Regions from separate parts of the Mus musculus genome. Here region 2 is linked to region 1. Evidence: chromatin contacts called from public Hi-C data. All regions are on one chromosome and are shown on one strand. Each heading gives the region's core, a stretch centred on a gene start, on an enhancer-like site or on the middle of the called end of the contact. The rest is flanking DNA. Distances are from core to core; before and after follow the strand shown. Region 1 has its middle 180 kb from the start of Ptger3. Region 2 overlaps Ankrd13c (ankyrin repeat domain 13c).

Region 1 (4,881 bases), core at 1,229-3,728:
ATTTTAATTAGATATTTTCTTCATTTACATTTCAAATGCTCCCCAACCCACCCACTCCTGCTTCCTGGCCTTGGCATTCCCCTGTACTAGGGATATAAACTTTGCAAGACCAAGTGCCTCTCCTCCCACTGATGGCCAACTAGGCCATCTTCTGCTACATATGCAGCTAGAGACATGAGCTCTGGGGGTACTGGTTAGTTTATATTGCTGTTCATCCTATAGAGTTGCAGACCACTTCAGCTCCTGGGGTACGTACTTTCTCTAGCTCCTCCATTGAGGGCCCTGTGTTCCATTCAATAGATGACTGTGAGCATCCACTTCTGTATTTGCCAGGCACTGGCATAGCCTTACAAGAGATAGCTATATGAGGGTCCTGTCAGCAAAATCCTGCTGGCATACGCAATAGTGTCTGGGTTTGGTGGCTGTTTATGGGATGGATCCCCAGGTGGGGCAGTCTCTGGATGCTCCTTCCTTCTGTTTCAGCTCCAAACTTTGTCTCTGCAACTCCTTCCATTGGTATTTTGTTCCCCATTCTAAGAAGGGACAAACCATCCATAATTTGGTCTTCCTTCTTCTTGAGTTTCATGTGTTTTGCAAATTGTATCTTATACTTGGGTATTCTAAGTTTCTGGGCTAATATCCACTTATCACTGAGTGCATATCATGTGTGTTCTTTTGTGATTGAGTTACCTCACTCAGGATGATATCCTCCAGATCCATCATTTGCCTAAGAATTTCATGAATTCATTGTTTTCAATATCTGAGTAGTGCTCCATTGTGTAAATGTACCTCAACAATAAAAGAACTTCTGGTGGAATCTCCATGCCTGACCTCAAGCTGTACTACAGAGCAATTGTGACAAAAACTGCATGGTACTGGTACAGTGACAGACAGGTAGATCAATAGAATAGAATTGAAGACCTAGAAATGAATCCACACACCTATGGTCACTTGATCTTTGACAAAGGAGCTAAAACCATCCAGTGGAAAAAAAGACAGCATTTTCAACAAATGGTGCTGGCTCAACTGGCAGTAATTGTCTAGAAGAATGTGAATTGATCCATTCTTATCTCCTTGTACAAAGCTCAAGTCTAAGTGGATCAAGGAACTCCACATAAAACCAGAGACACTAAAACTTATAAAGGAGAAAGTGGGGAAAAGCCTCGAATATATGGGCACAGGGGAAAAATTCTTGAACAGAACAGCAATGGCTTGTGCTGTAAGATCGAGAATCGACAAATGGGACCTCATAAAATTGCAAAGCTTCTGTAAGGCAATAGACACCGTCAATAACACAAAAAGGCCACCAACAGATTGGGAAAGGATCTTTACCAATCCTAAATCAGATAGGGGACTAATATCAAATATATACAAAGAACTCAAGAAGCTGGACTTTAGAAAATCAAATAGCCCCATTAAAAAATGTGGTTCAGAGCTAAACAAAGAATTCTCACCTGAGGAATACCGAATGGCTGAGAAGCACCTGAAACAATGTTCAACATCCCTAATCATCGGGGAACAACCTGAGATTCAAAACAACCTTGAGATTCCACGTCACAGCACTCAAAAGATCAAAAATTCAGATGACAGCAGATGCTGGCAAGGATGTGGAGAAAGAGGAACACTCCTCCATTGCTGGTGGGTTTGCAAGCTTGTACAGCCACTCTGGAAATCAGTCTCGTGGTTCCTCAGAAAATTGGACATAGTACTACTGGAGGATCCAGCAATACCTCTCCTGGGCATATACCCAGAAGATGTTCCAACTTGCAATAAGGACACATGCTCCACTATGTTCATAGCAGCCTTATTTATAATAGCCAGAAGCTGAAAAGAAAACTTAGCAATTTAAAACTAATGAACTGTATTGAGAGATGGGTAGGCATCTCTGTGATGGATGAACAAAGCTCCTTGGACTAGCATTTTTTTTTTTATTTTTGATTCTTTTTTTTGTTTTTTCGTTTTATTTGTTTTTGTTTTTGTTTTTTTTTTTGTTTGTTTGTTTTTCGAGACACGGTTTCTCTGTGTAGTCCTGGCTGTCCTGGAACTCACTCTGTAGACCAGGCTGGCCTTGAACTCAGAAATCTGCCTGCCTCTGTCTCCCAAGTTCTGGGATTAAAGGCATGTGCCACCACTTCCCGGTGGACTAACATTTTGTAGTGCATATTGCTTGTGCCTGCTGGCAAAGTCTATGTGTACTGTTTATGCCTAAAGGAACTCTTTTTCCTCTCATGCTGCTCTTCAGTTTGCTGCCCAAGTGCTGCCTCTTGGTAGGCAGACCTTTCTTTCTCATGAGTAAGAAGCAGCATGAAGTGATACACCCTTTATAGCTTGCCACTGCAAGCTACAGAGGATTACATCCTGACAAACACACATAAGCTGAAATGTTGTGTAGTAAAAAAATCTATTCAGTGCACTCAATCTGCTGACTGTGAGCCTAGCAACAGGGTCAACAAGAGTGCTGACTGGATGTTTACTCTCACAATCACTGGCTGGTGGAGATCGGTGGCTCTCTGACATTGCCCAGCACCAAGAAAGTGCTGCCCTTTCTACCCTTGGCTGTGGAAAAACAAATCAAACTTTAAAATCCAAAGTACACTTTCTACTGATTGCATATTACCTTTGGGCCCTTATAAAACTATGAAATTATAAATCAAGCCATTGTCAATCAGGGACCATTTGCTTTGCCATTCTCCTCATAATTCCAGAACTTTCTTGAGTGGTCTTTCTTGCTCTTTATTCCATAATTCAATGTCTATCCACTAATCTATCTATCTGACTATTAAATTAGATATGTTTAGAAATTAAATTATTTTTAAGAGCAGTCTTCAGAGTTAGCTGTCCCTGGATACTAATTTGTAATTTAATATAACAATAAAGACACTGAGCAATCAACCTGTCTTTCTGTGCTGGGACACTCAGACATCTGTTTTCTAAGAAAGCTTGAATATGCTGTTATGGGAGGAAGGAAAGTAACATGAAAAATGATTCTATATCCAGATGTTAAACCGCAAGGGCTCTCTGTTTGCTGCACACATGATGAGGTACAGCTACGGTTGATACTCTGGGAGACACATAGGGGGTGAAATGAAGGCTATATAGACAGACATCCACCATCAGCACACTTATTCTGATGAGACCATCTGAGGTTCACATTTAATAGAGCTATACTAGTTTTAGAAAAATTGTTATTTTTCTTGTATATATAGTCTTATTTAAAATAAATATATATATTCATATTATATACTGATATAGGAAGGAAAGGGGCACAGAGGAAGGCCTAGGAGGAAGCACTGATCTAAATTTGGAAGGAGACAGGACCTCAAAGAGGGTTTCTATGAAAAGTGTAGTGCTACATCCACTCCAGTAGTGATTCGCGTGACAGGCCCAGAAACCTGGATGCAGTCCCGAGGCGAAAAGTTCATGGAAACTTAGTCTCCTGGAAATTTGGCATTCCCATAGCTAGAATGCTCCAGATTTGTCCCTGTGATAGTGTGGAGGGTCTTGCGTGCTTTCTTACAGTATTTTACTGGATAAGAATTAGAAATCTCAGGGCAAGCTTAGCAAAGTATACTTAAAATCTTCATTACAGTCAGGTCTGGCAAACTACATTGCATATTAGAAGCAAGTTGGTGAGTTCTTTTGACAATGGAGATTCCCTACAGATACTTATAAAAGCAGCCTAGTTACTCCCATATGCAAGAATTTACCATGGTCTAGGAAAAAGGAGGGTTGTGGTTTAAGGAGGAACTACAGTGTTGCATTATTCATGAAAAGTTCTGCTAGAGCAGAACCCCCTAGTGCTAGCTTTCACAAGGCTCAAAGGAATAGCATAAATTATGACTAGGGTGTGAAATCATTACCTGGCCCCTGTCATTAGCTGACTCTAGGCAGGACTGTTTTATCTTTACTATAAACATTGCCTGGTTCCTGCCAGTCCTTGGAAGGCACTCCTCTGTTTTGTGTCAGATAACTTCAATGTACCTTGCCTGCTGTGACACCATACTTCTTTGTTTTATTCTGTATTAAAAGTCTGGTGCTTGCTTGGAAAAATTACATTCAAATACACACTCTCTCTGTGTCCGTGTCTGTTTGTCATCCGTGCCAACTCGTTGCTCGCCTGTAACCGGAACCCCGAGTTTTCCCGCGGATCGAGGACCTGACTGAGGTCCGTCTGCCGCAGTACAGTATTGGAGAATCCTCAAACATCAGTAACTCAAGAAAACTGAGACTATCAGCATGTGGGTGTAAGGAGAAAGTGAAGGAACAAGGGCTCAGGGCTGAGGAGGAACATGCAGCTCACATTGCTGAAAGTGCTCACCATGCCAGGATCCTAAGGGTGGAAGAGAAGATGGCTACAGATGGCATACAACGCCATGTTAGAGTCCCCAGAAAAGGAAGAAGTATAATCTGTTTTGTGCACTAGAATCTTTTCTTTTTCCTGCCCCTGAAAGCATGAATTTTTTGTGCTGCAGAGACCAGAAGAGGATGTTGGATCCTCTGGAACTAGAGTTACATTATTATAGAGTGATTATGAGCTACTAGATAGAGGTGCTGGGGACCTAATCTGAGTTCTCTGCTCGATCTTGCAGCAAGTGCTCTTAGCCTCTGAGCTATCACTTTAGCCCCATCTTTTCCTTTCTTAACATAGACATGATGTATGTTACAGGAGTGGTTTGGATAAATTGAATTTTATTTGATTGATCAGTGGAAAGTTTGGAAACATCTCAGTGAACTCTAATGAAAAATACAAATGATATATTGGGCCCAAGGAACTGAGACATAGTGATTGTCACAGGGGTCTCTGGTCTTATTCAAGAAAACAGTGATTCTTCTCTGTGGGGGCTTCACAAACTCCTCTGCTTACATACAAGAGCTGTTGCT
Region 2 (4,881 bases), core at 1,385-3,884, 250 kb before region 1:
AAGGTCCATAGAGAAAGCAGCAGTAACTGGGCGTGGTGGTGGGGCACGCTAGTTCGAGGCCAGCCTGGTCTACAGGATGAGTTCCAGGACAACCAGGGCTACACAGAGAAACCCTGTTTTGAAAAACATAGATAGATAGATAGAAAGATAGATAGATAGATAGATAGATAGATAGATAGATAGATGCATGGATGGATGGATGGATGGATGGATGGATGGATGGATGGATGGATAAATGGATAAATGGATAAATGGATAAATAAATAAAGGAAGCAGCAGCTCTGCCAGGCTGTACTGAGATTCCGTCGAGTTAGCTGCTTTTGCTGTGCCCTTTATTGCCTACTAACCAAGAATTTGTGACTGTATAAAGATTAACAGGGTGCTGATTATGAGCAAGAGAAAGCCTGAGAAACACAAACAGCATTTGGCAAGAAGAGGATGCTAACACCCAGTTTTAACTGAAATATTTCTATACTGTAGTCACTTCAAATATGGCTAATATGCTCAATCTCTGGAACATACAAACACACACACACACACAGTATTACCATGGATTGTTTAGAACCTGTCACACTATTCTAAGGAAATCCAGCCATTTTGCTATAGATTAAGTACCCAAGCCTCCTGTCCTTAGTTCCCAATCTTTCTGACTGTAGGCGTAGTGCTCAAACATATATGCGTGCTTACAAACGCATTCACAGCCCCTAAGACTGCTGTTTCAAAGAGTAGCAGTGACTACATTTTGTGAGATGTGCTTCTTCTTTGTTGTTTTATTCAGACACTAGTTTGAAAAGAAAAGTGGTCATGACCCACTGGACTAATCCTATTCTCTCTCAAGGATCCCTATTCTGAGACTTGGAAAATGTCCTGTAGAGAGAGTTAAGTTAATATCTGGGAGTCTTGATAGAGGATATGCCTGAAACACAACAAATTTAAGAAACCAGGAGAGATGGTTCAGTGGTCAGAAGCATCTGCTGCTCTTTCAGAGGAGCCACTTTTGGATCCCAGCACTCATATCAGACAGATTACAACCATCTATAACTCCAGTCCCAGAAGATCTGACATACTTCTGGCCTCTGTGGGCACCTGAGCTCACATGATGTGCACACATATATATACAAAATACATTTTAAACAGGAATAAAGCAGTATCTGGTTCATATTAGAAATAAGACCGTAGAACAATCCTCATTTTTCATATATCTTCTCACTTTCTACTTTCTTTTTCCCACTTCTTCTGAGCCCCATACTCATTGCACACAGTGTTTCAATAAGCAGAGACTCAATACATAGTTCCCAGGCTGTACACAGTAGATATGGCCCAGGAGTGGGTGAACCTTCAGCTGGGTCTTGAAGGCAGCAGGCAACAAGACATGGAATAAAATTAACACCACAATCCATGCTTACAAAATGACTTCAAAGACAAAGCACAGACTCAAAACTATACCAAAGATCCCCCCCCCCCATCCTCTATTATTCAGAAACAAAGAGAATGGAGTTGTACAGGTAGACAGAGGTAATGAAGAGTGTACCTCAAAGCTCTGCTCCGCCAGGCTCCCCCCTTTGCTCAGGCTCTCCATGATGGCCTTGTTCCGCAGGATGTCCTCCTCACTCAGGTGCTCCCTCCTTTTCCTTGATTCTAGAACAAGTCCATTCACCAGATAAAAGTCTGCCAAAAAGTTTCCTACTCTTTCCTAAAACAAATCAAATATTCCAAAATGACAGTTTAAAGGAAGGTTGATCTCAGATTTTAAAAAAGCGTTGAGATCATAAATTTCTCTGTAAGTATGTACCATGTAGGTGAAAATAAATATCCTGATATTTAAAGTCACCAAATTATTTTTGTAAGTTAAAAATACAATCATTCATTTCCAAACTACAAAGGGAAATTTAAAGTAATGCTAGTTAACCTGCACATTAGGTAGTCTAAACAGAAGTACACTGGTGTTCTTTCACTACCAAGCAGCACAAAGCAATCTTAGAAGTTCACTAAACACGCAATTTCAAATAACAAGGAGGGGTCAGAGGTAACACTGTTGTTCCCATTTTATAGATAGAAAAGCAGGATTAAAATCCACAGTCCATGCCACACTGGACCCTCTCTGATCTCTGACTGGATAAAAGTTACTGCTTTGAAAAGAAGCAAATACAAGTAGCCTTGCTCAATAATACATGTAAAGTGTTTACATCATAGATGCAGGCACAGATAAAAAGGCATCCAAAAGAGAGCAAACAGTTCTTTGCAGGGATGCTTCATTAATCATCCGACCCCGACCCACACTTCCAACCCTCACACACTCCCATGTAAAAAGTTACCTACTTATTACGACGAACTTTACCTGACCCAGCTTCCCATCTTTACCTACATCCAGGCTGCCTACTCCACCCTGACATGTCCAAAACTGTGTATATAGGACATCTCTTAAAAGTCACCAGGAAGCCAAGCATTTTAAACAAGTTTCTATCTACAAAATGGGAACCATGGTATACTGACTCCCTCCTTACCTGTCAACGACTTAAGGAGGTCACCTAGCCGCTCCTCAAGAGCTTTTGGCTGCTTAGTGGTAACACTAGGTGGACAGCAGTTTTCAATATTTATCTTCTCTTGGGGAGATCCATCTAATGCTGCCCAGAAGAACAGAGTACAGACAAGTAAGACTTCAAAGCAACAAATGCACTGTAATGTTGGACCCACAGCCTGGAGTCCAAAGTGCCACTTGTTGCCAAATAGGCTTTGAGGGCTCAAAGGTCAAAGTTAAGTTTGGCTAGGAGGTGGTTAACAGGTCTTGTGACCATAAAAAGGAGCAGCAGTTAAACAAAAGCTATGCTATGAACAAAAGTATCAGGTATGTGCTGCTCATGATCCAGCCACTGCAGTTCCTACTGCCTACACTGTGCACTGCAAAGGCATGGGGAAGGGGGATAAATTCAGTTACAAAGGAGGAAACAGCAGCAATGTAAGCTATTCATTCCTGTATCTATAACACTATGGCTGCAGGTAAGTACTGTAGGCACCTTCACTGTGTCACATGCAAGCTGCTAACGGGCATAAGCAGCATTTATGTGTGAAGTAGAGGTTCCTGCCACACTCATGGACAGCCAATTCCAAAGCCTTTGACAGCACTGTATTAAAGAGTATCAGTACAAAGCACAGCACATTACTTACAGAGAAGTATTTATGTGTGAAAAACACTAAAAAAGTCTACAGGGGTTCCAGTATCATAGACAGTAACCACTAGAGTTTCCTGACTTCATATGTAAAGCTGTATGATATTTAATCTTGTGATGGTCAACATGTGCTGTGATGGCATCTTTAATACAATTAACACCAAATTAACAGACTCTGAAAAAGTAGATTTCCCTCTATAAACTATGTGGGTCTTATCCAACCCTGAGTCTTAATAGCAAAGACTAAGAATTCTAGAAGAAAATGTAATTCTGCTTTAAAACTGAACTTTAAAATTTTGTAACACAAAAACCCTGACAGCCTAACAGCAGATTTTTAACTCCAAATAATCCCAACTCTCCTGTTAATGTCCAGCCTACTATACACAGTTCAGACATGTAAAGTCCCATAAAACACAAGCCAATCCCCTTTAAGCAAAAAAGGTCTCCCTCCACAACCCTGTCAGTTTTCTTCCCTTTTCTCGAATAGCTCACCTCACTCATCCTCTACACCCTTCATTTCTCTCTTCTATGAGTTTTACGTGAATACAAGGCTTATTTTTGTTTTTCTAATATGAAAACATTCACTTATTATGTTCAATAAGATGTAACTTTAAAAAAATTAAATCTCACCCTTTACCTGATTTGGCTCTTATTGTTAAATTTGTATTATTTAATTTTATGAATTTATAAGTATTATTTATTAAAATGTTTCATTATTCATTTAATTCAAAATTATACCATGAATTTAATATACAATGGTGTTTTAATAAATACACGCAATTCAGACCAATTTCAAACCTGAACACTCCTTCATCAATATTGCATACAGTGCATGCCAGGCAAAAGAGCCTTAGCATATATTAGGTGATCTTACATTCTCCTGCTAACAGATGTGATGGGAATTATAGAAACTTCCACTGACACTTAAATTTGGCATCTTATAGAAATATAAGCGTCATATGAGCAGACAAGATAAAAGAGCCTAAAGTAAGAGGAAAGACACAGCAAAACAAAGTATATACATCTCTTCACAAGCCTCTTAAACAAAAAGCACTAGAAAAAGAATGGAGCCATGTGCGAACTTTCTTATAAGGGAAGGCAGACAAGAAGAGTTCAAGTAAACCACACTTTCTCTGAGCTTTCCCAAGAATACAAGTGAGCCCCATAAATATGCACTGTTAACTACCTATGTGAATTCAAAAAAACGAGAAACAATCTGCCTATCTAAGGACAATTTCTATATTTCATCATTATTTTGGTGATACTAGATAACAATTTTTAAGTTCAAAAATATCTAAATTTTTACATACTGTTTTATCTTCCCGAAAAAGCCATCCAGTTTGGGCACGTGTGAAAGAAATGGATTTGGTTGATAAAGTTGCAGAATAAATATCACTGCTCATTAAAATATCAACTTCTTCTTCTGTTTCCATCTCTGACTCCTAGATTGGGGGCAAAAGTTAAAATAAGAATCTGGGTTTTCTTCAAAGATATTACAAATTTCAAAAGACAAGTAACATGATATTATTTATTCTAAAACCAGAAGTTTAATTTTTGTGTCTAATATCTTTAATTACTCAGAATTATGACTAATAATGAATCTTTAAAAGGCAGGCATAAAAAGTACAGCACTTTCACACTTCTATATAAATATAATAAACCCACTGTTAGTACAGAACTATTTGGTCTATTTATAAAAGTTTTGTTTACTTTA

Evidence for each region. Hi-C and Micro-C count contacts between places; a contact is called where the count stands out from the background.
Region 2: a Hi-C map of liver shows a contact between it and region 1, with 4 times the contacts expected there. The contact joins two enhancer-like sites. A contact is called at or near these places in 1 of 484 Hi-C or Micro-C datasets (liver) and 2 of 9 other capture datasets (adipose tissue and pancreatic islet).

What each region holds. Positions count from the first base shown.
Region 1 is chr3:157,740,793-157,745,673 of GRCm38.p6, reverse strand. No RefSeq gene overlaps it. Among named protein-coding and RNA genes, the nearest start is that of Ptger3, 180 kb to the right of the region's middle. Within about 2 kb of position 2,478, at least 5 of the 459 cell types and tissues checked have an H3K27ac peak or open chromatin away from gene starts, as enhancers often do. A contact at or near this core is called in liver, where this site is marked.
Region 2 is chr3:157,991,409-157,996,289 of GRCm38.p6, reverse strand. Ankrd13c (ankyrin repeat domain 13c) reads right to left here. Exons shown (of 13, transcript NM_001013806.2): 8 at 4,478-4,609; 9 at 1,532-1,693. Among named protein-coding and RNA genes, the nearest start is that of Srsf11, 43 kb to the left of the region's middle. Within about 2 kb of position 2,634, at least 16 of the 459 cell types and tissues checked have an H3K27ac peak or open chromatin away from gene starts, as enhancers often do. A contact at or near this core is called in liver, where this site is marked.